Regions from separate parts of the Mus musculus genome. Here region 2 is linked to region 1. The links are chromatin contacts, called in public Hi-C maps. All regions are on one chromosome and are shown on one strand. Each heading gives the region's core, a stretch centred on a gene start, on an enhancer-like site or on the middle of the called end of the contact. The rest is flanking DNA. Distances are from core to core; before and after follow the strand shown.

Evidence for each region. Hi-C and Micro-C count contacts between places; a contact is called where the count stands out from the background.
Region 2: a contact with region 1 is called in a Hi-C map of differentiating embryonic stem cells, with 2.1 times the contacts expected there. The contact joins the enhancer-like site here to the promoter of D14Ertd670e in region 1. A contact is called at or near these places in 2 of 15 datasets of contacts at CTCF or cohesin (CD8 T cells and large pre-B cells), 25 of 484 Hi-C or Micro-C datasets (CD4 T cells, CD8 T cells, Th17 cells and 10 more), 6 of 115 datasets of contacts at active chromatin or transcription factors (bone marrow-derived macrophages, embryonic stem cells, extraembryonic endoderm stem cells and 1 more) and 1 of 9 other capture datasets (embryonic stem cells).

What each region holds. Positions count from the first base shown.
Region 1 is chr14:19,836,775-19,841,708 of GRCm38.p6, forward strand. It overlaps D14Ertd670e (DNA segment, Chr 14, ERATO Doi 670, expressed), which reads left to right and starts at 2,151. Exons shown (of 3, transcript NR_105025.1): 1 at 2,151-2,213.
Region 2 is chr14:19,925,819-19,930,752 of GRCm38.p6, forward strand. All of the region lies in intron 2 of Gng2 (guanine nucleotide binding protein (G protein), gamma 2), which reads right to left. Among named protein-coding and RNA genes, the nearest start is that of Gng2, 49 kb to the right of the region's middle. Within about 2 kb of position 2,298, at least 31 of the 459 cell types and tissues checked have an H3K27ac peak or open chromatin away from gene starts, as enhancers often do. A contact at or near this core is called in differentiating embryonic stem cells, where this site is marked.

The DNA.
Region 1 (4,934 bases), core at 901-3,400:
GAATGAGCTCAGACCTGGGGGAAGGGGACAGGGGTTGGGGAAACAGCTCCACGATTTGACAGCAGGAGCTGGAGCCATTCCCTCCCTGCCTGTCTCTGCACCTGCTCTGAAACTTGAAACCACACCTCACTGAGAGGACCATGGACACTCAGTCACGTAGTGTAACACCGGGAGTTCTTCTCCACACTAATGAGGCATCTAGACAGACTTAAGCCTTCAGCTAATGAGCTTCCCTTCCTGGGTATCCCTCCACCAAGGGCATTTAATCCCTGGTTCACCCTGTATAAAGTATTCACATCCACCATAAAAATAAAGCAATAAGAACAAGGAAGGATCATCTCAGAGAACTGCTTCATTATGGATCGCTGTGGGGAAGGCCTTTGACTAAAGAGCCATGCCTAAGACTCCCGAGGAAGGCTCTCTTCCCTCTAGGCCCTCACTCCCAATCAGGCCGTATTTTGCTCATCCCCCATCCGCCTGTCGGCGGGCTCCTTGAGGGAAGGTAGATGGTGAACTCCTGTTTTTGTTAATTGAGGCTTCCTTACTTTGTTTGTTTGTTTGTTTGTTTGGGGTTTTTTTTGTTTTGTTTTGTTTTGTTTTGTTTTGAGACAGGGTTTCTCTGTGTAGCCCTGGCTGTCCTGGAACTCACTCTGTAGACCAGGCTGGCCTCGAACTCAGAAATCCGCCTGCCTCTGCCTCCTGAGTGCTGGGATTAAAGGCGTGCGCCACCACGCCGGGCTTCCTTGCTTTTTATGGTATGTTTTGGAGAGGAAGCCAGGCCTCAGGTACTCTACCCCTCGGAGCTACAGCCCAATTATTTTTACCCTCACTTTATTTGCATATTTAACTAATATTACTAATTTGTATAGCTGAAAATTCCTATATTCACTTTTTTTTTTTTTTTAGTTTTGTTTTCTTTGTTTTTGAGACGGTTTCACTATGTATCTCTAGCTGGCCCATAGCTCTATACGTAGATCAGGCTGGCCTTGAACTTACAGAGAGTTGCCCACCTCTATCTCCCAAGTGTTTGGACTTAAAAGCATGCACCACCATACCTAGCTATGTTTACATTTTATCTACATGAATACTTAATATGTTTGTTTAATTTTCTCTCTTTTATTTACACCTACTGTACCTATATACCAAATAATAGTCTCAACATTCTGATTTTTATGCAGCTAATACTTTGCACAGAATCTGAAGATACATGCACAGCTGACATAAGATTCAGCTGTGTAACAACAGCTCTCAATCCTTTTGGCAACCCTCTAGCTCCAAAAAATATTTACATTATAGTTTGTAACAGTAGCAAAATTATAGTTATGGAGTAGCAGAGAAAATAACTTTATGGTACGAGATCATCACATTATGCAGAGCTGTATTAAAGAGTTGCATCATTGGGAAGGTTTAGAACCACTGGAGCTGGGCATGGTGGCCCATGCCTTTAATCCTGGCACTCAGGAGGCAGAGATAGGCAGATTTCTGAGTTCCAGGCCAGCCTGGTCTACAAAGTGAATTCCAGGACAGCCAGGGCTATACAGAGAAACCCTGTCTCGAAAAAACGAAACAAAAACAACGACAAAAACAAACAAACAAAAAAAAAATCCCAACCTCAAACAAAGAACAAAACAGCAAAAATAATTTTAGCCGGGCATGGTGGCGCACACCTTTAATCCCAGCACTTGGGAGGCAGAGCCAGGCGGATTTCTGAGTTGGAGGCCAGCCTGATCTACAAAGTGAGTTCCAGGACAGCCAGGGCTACACAGAGAAACCCTGTCTCGAAAAAACAAACAAAAGAAAAAACAAAAACAAAAAACAAAAAAAGGAAAGAGAGAGAGAGAGAGAGAGAGAGAGAGAGAGAGAGAGAGAGAGAGAGCCACTGGACAATGGTGTGAACCTTGTCCTTTGCAGGTGTCAGAAATCCATGGCACCTGGAACAGATGCCTCAGAACTGCCAGAAACCCATCAGACCACACATTTTCAAGCTGGATATAGTGATGTACCTCTGTAATCCCAGCACGCAGGAGGCTGAGGCAGGAGGATTGTAAGTTTAAGGTCAGCTTTGAGCAGCAAAACCCTGCCTGAAAAAATGAAGTGAAGAAGTACCCACTCCCCAGCCTCCACCACGCCTCAGACTTGTTAAATGAAACCTGGGCCACAGGCCTGAGAATGGCTACCACAAGCTGAGTGAGCTTCCCATTGAAATGACTAAGGTAACACTACCTGATTCCGTTGTGTGTGTGCTTAGACGGTTCTCAGCCCTTCCCACAAAGGCCACGTATCCCTTGGCAACACGTTTGAGATCTCCATGGCCTTGACTACGGTCCAGATGTGCTGAACAGAGTAATTGGCGAGTTATGTCTAAAATACCTATTAAGCTCTGCCAGGAGTGAATGTTTCAAGTTTACTCTGACGCTCATATAAATGTATCTGTGTGGTTTTGCCTTAAAAGCTCTGTATCCCTGAGCTCAGGCACCAAGAGACATTTTGAAGGGCTCAAGCCCCTCTTTGGTCTGGTTATTAATAAAAGGACTTAAAATTATTGTCTAAATCAGTATGGTTGTCAGTAAGTATCTCATGTGGATCATAAAATTGGAAGCCACACGAGATTTCCCACCCTCTGCTCCATGAGACTCAACCTCGCTCCTGGCCTTCCTCGTGCAGGAGGGGCTGCAGGGGAGGCTCCTTCGCTGAGCATTCCAGGACCCCACACCTCTCATTGAGTCCGGAGAGGTCCGGAGTTACTGCTGTGTTCCCAGCAAGGAATCCTTCTGTCACTGGTAGGAGGTGACTCTGTAGACTGAATTATGGGTGGTGAGCATGTGCCCCCATGGAAGCCTTCTGGATAAGAGAGATAGGCCCCGAAAAGGGGGTCTCTTCTGGGTAAGATGGATGGATATTTAAGGCCCTCATCCTGTTTTAGGAAGACAATATTCGACAGGAAACTCTTTCCTAGTCCCCCTTCTACACTAAATTGGAACGTAAAGAGTGGGGACTCTGAATCCTGGTTCAGTCTCTCATGTGAGGTCTGGTTTCAGTTTTGCTTGAATGAGTGACTGGCCAACTGTGTGGATTATTGAATGCATGAAAGGCAAGTCTGACCCAGAGAACTGACTGAACGTGTGACAGGCACGTTTGGGGTTTGTTTAATTGATTTCTTGATTTTGCTGTTGGTGTTTTTGTTTTGTCGGATCTGATCTGACCAACTGGTTAAAATTCTGCTGTTTTCCCGTATTCTGCCAACAGGTGGCACCCTCTGCCGATGTTAGCTCCTTGTTTTTTGATTTGTACCCCAGTGCTTCTCTTACCCGGGCCCTACAGTTGGGGGGTCTGTCCCCAGCCCTGGCCTTCTTCATGTGACAATGTCCCCCGGGACCTGGGTAGGCTGGATTCTCTGTGGGCTCTAGCGAGGGTGCGGGACGGAGCCCTTCACTCCTCTTGGCTCTAAGTGGAGCCTGGGCCTGGACAGTGGCCTTCGTGCACCGGTGCAGGGAGGGCTGCTCTCTTCACCTACTGCCCTGCCAGCTTCTAAGGCACCTTTGGCTTCCCAGCTTGAGGGCCCACCATACCCCATTCTGGATTCAAGTCCCAGCATCTGTTTTTCTGTCACATAAGACGCTTTTCCTTCCAGAGGCGGGTGGGGGTGGGGGTGGGGGGGAGTGGTTTAAAGAAGGGCATCACCCTTTCCTTGATCTCTATACTCCTTTCTCTACTTCAGATCTGCATAACTGGAAGACACAGAGTCCCTTTTTCTGATAAGCCCAAGCCCCCCACTCTCTTCTGGAATCTGTCCCATGCACCCGTTTCCCTACCTGGAATGTTTGTCAGTAATTCCTTCTGACCAGTTACTCCCAAAGGAAAAGGGATTCATGGGCATAGATCTGAATTGAGATAAAGGTTTTTTTTTGGGGGGGGGGGCTCAGCTGCTGGTATGAATGCTTTTAAAAAGCTACTCGATTTGAGGCAGTCTCTCCATCCAAATGGGACCCCAATACATATGCAGGTTCCCAGGCTGTGGACACTTGTCACCAGAATCTTATGACTGGAATTCAGGGTGCAGCTTGCCACCACTAATTTGTCTTAAACTACTGAGGCTCCTCCAGCCCCAGAAGAGTCTCCTGGGGCATTTCTTGAAGATTGGAAGAAACCTTCAGATCTTACATCTCTTTATTCATTAGCGTAAAAAAAAAAGTTAGAGTGTAAAATTTGGCTTTTGTCACTCAGTCAGCTCTGGACACCCATAAGAAAATCTCCAAAAACTAGAGGGCTTTTCAGGGATGAATACATCTCAGTCCATCAAGGTAAAAGTTAATAACTGAGACTCTACAGCAGAGGACAGGCAAAATGCCGTGGCTGCTGCTGAGCTCTACGAAGGCAAGCAAGGTTTATGCTGACTGCATTCCAGTCAGCTCACTCTGAGGCCCTACGGCTCATACTGCACTGTTCTGTATCCAAGGGAATGACCCTCAAACAAACAAACAAACCAAATTTACCAATGTAATGATGGCAATACAGGGAGTCACAGGCAGGTGGTGACTCACTCCTTTGTGGTGGTCTCGGACTGCTCTTTCTCCTTTTGGGCAGAGGTATTCTTTGAAAATTAGGTACCATTGTGATAGCTAATGAAACTCCATGTTCATGCTAGGCATCCATCTTGGTACCTAATAGCTGTTTTTCCCCCACTCAAGCTCCTAGAAAATAAATTCTTGGGAACCCTGACTCCTTAACCCTCTGCCCAGAAATGTACAACTATGGCCATCTGCTTGTTATGATATGAATAATTGCTGATTTTGGTTTCTATAACCTGCCCATTCAGACATTCAAGGACTATTTTGAAGTCACCTTGACCATCTAATCTTAGCAGAGAGGAAAAGCTCTTCTGGGTTTCATCTTTAAAAGACCTTCTTTCACCTGCCTCTGGATAGCATATCTCT
Region 2 (4,934 bases), core at 1,048-3,547, 89 kb after region 1:
GGGGCTGGATTTCATTCATTCACCCCATTAATGCTGTTCAGGAAAGATGAAGAAAAACACATAGGCTCCTATTCTCAAGGGCAAAGCTCTTGAGAAAAACACATAGGCTCCTATTCTCAAGGGCAAAACTACTACAGTAGTCCTATGGTATTGTCCTTCAAACGCCTCCCCCTCTAAAAAAAGACCCACCATAGGTTTATCTTTCAAGAAACCTTATGAGCTGTTGTATACCTCCACAGTGTCCCAACCCTCCCCCTCCCCTTCCCCCTTCCCTTCCCCCTCCCCCTCCCCTTCCCCCTCCCCCTCCCCGGGAACTGCTGCTGGTTGAGGCATCTGTGGTGTTCCCTGCATCCCTTAACTCCCCTTGCAGGGGAAAGTGTCCCTTCCAGGCTGAGGACACACTCTTTGAGAGCACTTGTTTAGAGTGATGACATTTTTTTTCCATGAAGTACTTTAGGGAGGGCAGTGAGAGAGCACTAGGGAGTGAGTGTATTCAGAATTCATTATATACCACATATGAATTTGCCAAAGAATAAACGTATGTAATCTAAAAAAGCATTTGAGAGACACACCACTTTTCTGTTAAGGAGAAAAGGGGTGAACGCACACACACTCACAGTAGTTTGTTTGCCCAGTACCTTCAGTTTGCCTCGGGCTAGCTTCCTGCCTCTAATCTAAGTTCCCCCTGTACCCCTCGGCAGGCCAGCTTCTGAGCTCACTTACGCTTCTGTTCTCTAACTTGGGGCAGAACAGTGTACAAAGGAGAAAAGACACTGTTGAGGTCTGCCCTGGTTACTACACTCAGACACATTCTTTCCTGAATAAAGGTGCAAACTGTTGAGTGGAATTTCATGTCCACTGATGTTCGTCGGGCACTGGTGGCGCATGCCTTTAATCCCAGCGCTTGGGAGGCAGAGGCAGGCGAATTTCTGAGTTCGAGGCCAGCCTGGTCTACAGAGTTAATTCCAGGACAGCCAGGGCTACACAGAGAAACCCTGTAATGAAAATATAAAACAAACCAAAAAACAAACAAACAAACAAAAAACCAAACATTGATGTTCTTATTCAGAAGGATCTTAGTTGACTGTACTAAGTGTTTGCTCTTCCTTGAAAATAGTGTCCTTATATGCATTCCCCCTCTCTCCCTCTAGCTCTATGTGTGTTTGTTTCTGTCTGTCTCTGTGTGTGTTTCTTTTGTAGGGATATACATGTGTATGCAGGTACACACACATGCACACACACAACACACACAAATATGTATGTGTAGAAGACAGGGATAAACTTTGGGTGTCGTTCATTCCTTGGACACCTTGCTATTTGAGACAGGGTCTCTCATTGGCCTGGAATTCTCCAGTCAGGCCACAGTGGCTGGCGTTTCTCCAGCTCACCAGCACCAGGAATGTAAGTGCACACCACCCGCCTGGCTTATTCACAGGGGGTCTGGGGGGTCAATCTCAGATCCTTGTGCTTGCAGGGCACTTTACCAGCTGAGCCATCTCTGGACCCTTACTGTAAGATAATAAGTAATAAGGAGAAGGGGAAAGTGCAGAACACAGATGAGCAAGTGGCCATTGATTCTTAATAGCAGTGGTGGTTTGCATGAAAAAAGGACTAGGACAGGTGCCCTTCCTTGTTGGAGGAAGTGTGTCACTGGGGGGTGGGGGGAAGGGGGTTGAGTTGGGGTTTTAAAACTCCAAGCCAGAGCTAATCTGACTTCTCTCTCTCTCTCTCTCTCTCTCTCTCTCTCTCTCTCTCTCTCTTTCCACCTCCTGCTGCCTTTGGATCTGGATGTACAACTCTTAGCTCCTTCTCCAGTACCATGTCTGCCCATGTGCCTCCATGTTCCCTGCTGTGCTGATAGTGGACTAAACCTCTGAACTAAAGCCCTAATTAAATACTTTCCTTTATAAGAGTTACCACGGTGTCTCTTCACAGCAATGGAACACTGAGTAAGATGAGAGCCAGGTCACAATGGTGAGCACCTCAGGTGCTCTAGTTATCTGACAAATGACTGAAGTGAAAGCAGTCTCCTATGTGGAAAGAAAAGCCTTGAAGGTAAACAAGAGCGTCATCATGAAGCAGCAGGCTCTTGGTTCTTCCTGATGGCACTGTGGGTGACTGCTGGCCAAAGGGCAAGGACAAGAAGTGTCTTGCTCCTTCCCCTCTCTCCCATGATAACTGAGAGACTCAACACATCCTGTTATCTGGTTTCTCTCAGAGCTACCAATAGGAGGCTGGTAGGCAGCAGGGCCAGTTTATCTCACATGACACTTAACACACTCTTCTGCCAACATCTGAGAAAACACAAGGGCCAGTCATGAGCCACCGGATCCACCAGAGCAGGGTTGCTGAGGCGATCCCGAGCCTGCCTTAATTAGGCATTTCACTTACAAATGAACGGATTAATTCGAGAGTCTCACTTGAAGTATCTTATTCCTGTGGTTTCTTTGAAGCTTTATGGAGATTTAAAACAACTACAACAAAAGCCACAGACATCACTCTCTAAGCAGATGTTGTTATTTGGGACATAACAGTAAACATGGAAATGACAGGTCTTTCATATGTCCTGGGCACCCTCAAAACAGAGGATCCCTTGGGAAGACTCAGAGGAGACCAGTGAATGCAGGGACAGGGGCCTAATGGCGGGGCTTCTTCCTCTGCATTAGACTGTGGAGGTCGCCTAAGACGGCGGTCCTCTTCCAGCCAGCTTTGATCTGATTTGTCCAGCTTATGTTCCCAAATGACCCCTATCTAGTCACCTCCAGCTATATTAGACTGGTGACAGGGGATGGAAATGTAAGTCAGTGGGCAGGACCCTTGCCTAGCATGTGCCAGGCCCAGGGCCCCATTCCCACCACCACAAGAAAACAAAAATGGAGACGGACATAACCCTGAGCACAAACTGGGCTACTGCAGTCTCCAAACTCAGAGGCTGACTGGAACCTAAGTGCCATCTGTAGTGACAATTTTGGAATTTTGGGTTCTTCTAAAAACACAGAAATAGTATAAGAATAAACTGTTGTTTTAATCTCAGGTGTGGGATGTGGGGCTGCTTCAGACTGTCCACAGCAGCTGACTATGATTTGCCTCCTGCTCTAGCAGGGGCATGATTTTGCCAGGTGGTGATAGTTTCTGTGATTGTATGATATTTGGAATTCTGGGGGCTTTTCAGAGGGTATATAAATTCCAGAGAGGTGTGGTGGATTGTTATTGGTCGTGGTTCATTAAGTAGTCATAAGAAAGAAGAAATCCGATATCCTGCCAGTGACAATCAAACTTGCTCCAAGGACCTCAATGACCCTAATCAGCAGGAGGAAATACTGACAATAACATTGCTCTCCTCTGACACCTGACTTTATTCAAGGATCTTTTTCCTCTAACTTCTATCCTTGTTTTCTTTCCTATCTAGTGTTAGGGGGTTGAAAGGGTGGAAGAAAAGGGGTAGGAAAAGATGGAAGAAAGAAGAACCCACAAAGTAGCCTAATCCAGCTACAACTATTTGTAAAAGTATATTGAAAAAAAAAAAAAGCAAACTTTCACAGGTGGTGCACACCTGTAATCCTACCATGCAGGAGGTGTACACCTGTAATCCCACCATGCAGGAGGTGCTCACCTGTTATCCTACCATGCAGGAGGTGCACACCTGTAATCCCACCATTCAGGTGGTGGAGGCAGGAGAATGGAGAAGTACAGAGTCAGCCTCGGCCACATAGCAAGTTTAAGGTTCACTCAGGTTATTTTGGATTCCGTGTTAAAGAAATGAAGATCATGAGGGAAGCAAACAAGCAAACAAAACCCCTTGAACTTTACCAGGACCACAGGGAAGCCCTAGGTCACCACACACTGCTGAGAATGACTGCCCATGGATCCTGCCCCCTGGGCAGTACCTCTGGCCTCTGATGAGACTCTGCAATCTCAGAAGAAAGAGCCTAGGCTGGCAAGTCCCAAGGCTCAGACTGGCTCTGGAATGTCAGGTTGGGTCAATCATGCAGTTCTGTTGGGGGAATTTCTCCTCCGGGGAGCTCATGGTGTTTCTGGAGAAGCCCAGCAGTAATGAAAGCCGACAAGACACAACAGGGAGGAGGACTTCTGCAACAGGCACCCCAGGAGAGACCCATGCAGCCTCCACAAACCCAAGAAGCTGCAGTGAGAAAAGGATGTGATGGTCTCTACAACCCAAGTGTGAACAATGAGTGGAATGTCCAAGCGTTATCAGGACAGAGTGTCTGCCTGCCTCACTGGAATGAAGGCTTGTAGGGTAGGGCAGAGGGTGGTGAGGGCCTCAGGTCCTGCCTGAAGAATAAAGGCACGACACTGCTTTCTTCTCTGCTTCACCGGATGCCTCCTAACTTAGCCACCCAGATTGCTTTAGTTCTTTATGCTGCTCCTTGGGGTGGGAAAAGGCTGGAGCACAGCTAACATAAAGCCAGAGAGGCAGTGGCCCAGACTCACTACCCCTGCTGGAGGCTGCTTATGCTCTTAGTTCAACAAGATGAGGGCTGGGGTTTTCATAGATGGAGGCTCTAGGCATCAAAGGGTGTGGTGAGCTGGAGGGACACAGTAGACTCCACTGCTGACACTTGGGGTAGCTGGTCTATGGCTCCTGGGTGGGTTATTCTAACTCTCTGCATGTTCACCTCTTCCATTTCACCAGTGTTTCTTCCTTGCCCTTGGTGACAACAAAAGTTAAACCATTTTCACAGCTGGGAGAGGTGAGAGGCAAGGCAGCTAAGAGCTAGGACTCGGACTCCTGCCCAGGACTCAAGCCTCCACCTACTGGAGATGTAACGTATGGAAAATGCATTGCCTCTGTGCCTGCTTTTCCTTATCTTGGAAGTGGTGGTGTGGGGGTGAGGGGTGAGAAGAACACATACCTCCTACGATCCTGTGCAGGTAAGGTAAACTCTGATGCTGTTGGCTTTCTTTTCCATTTC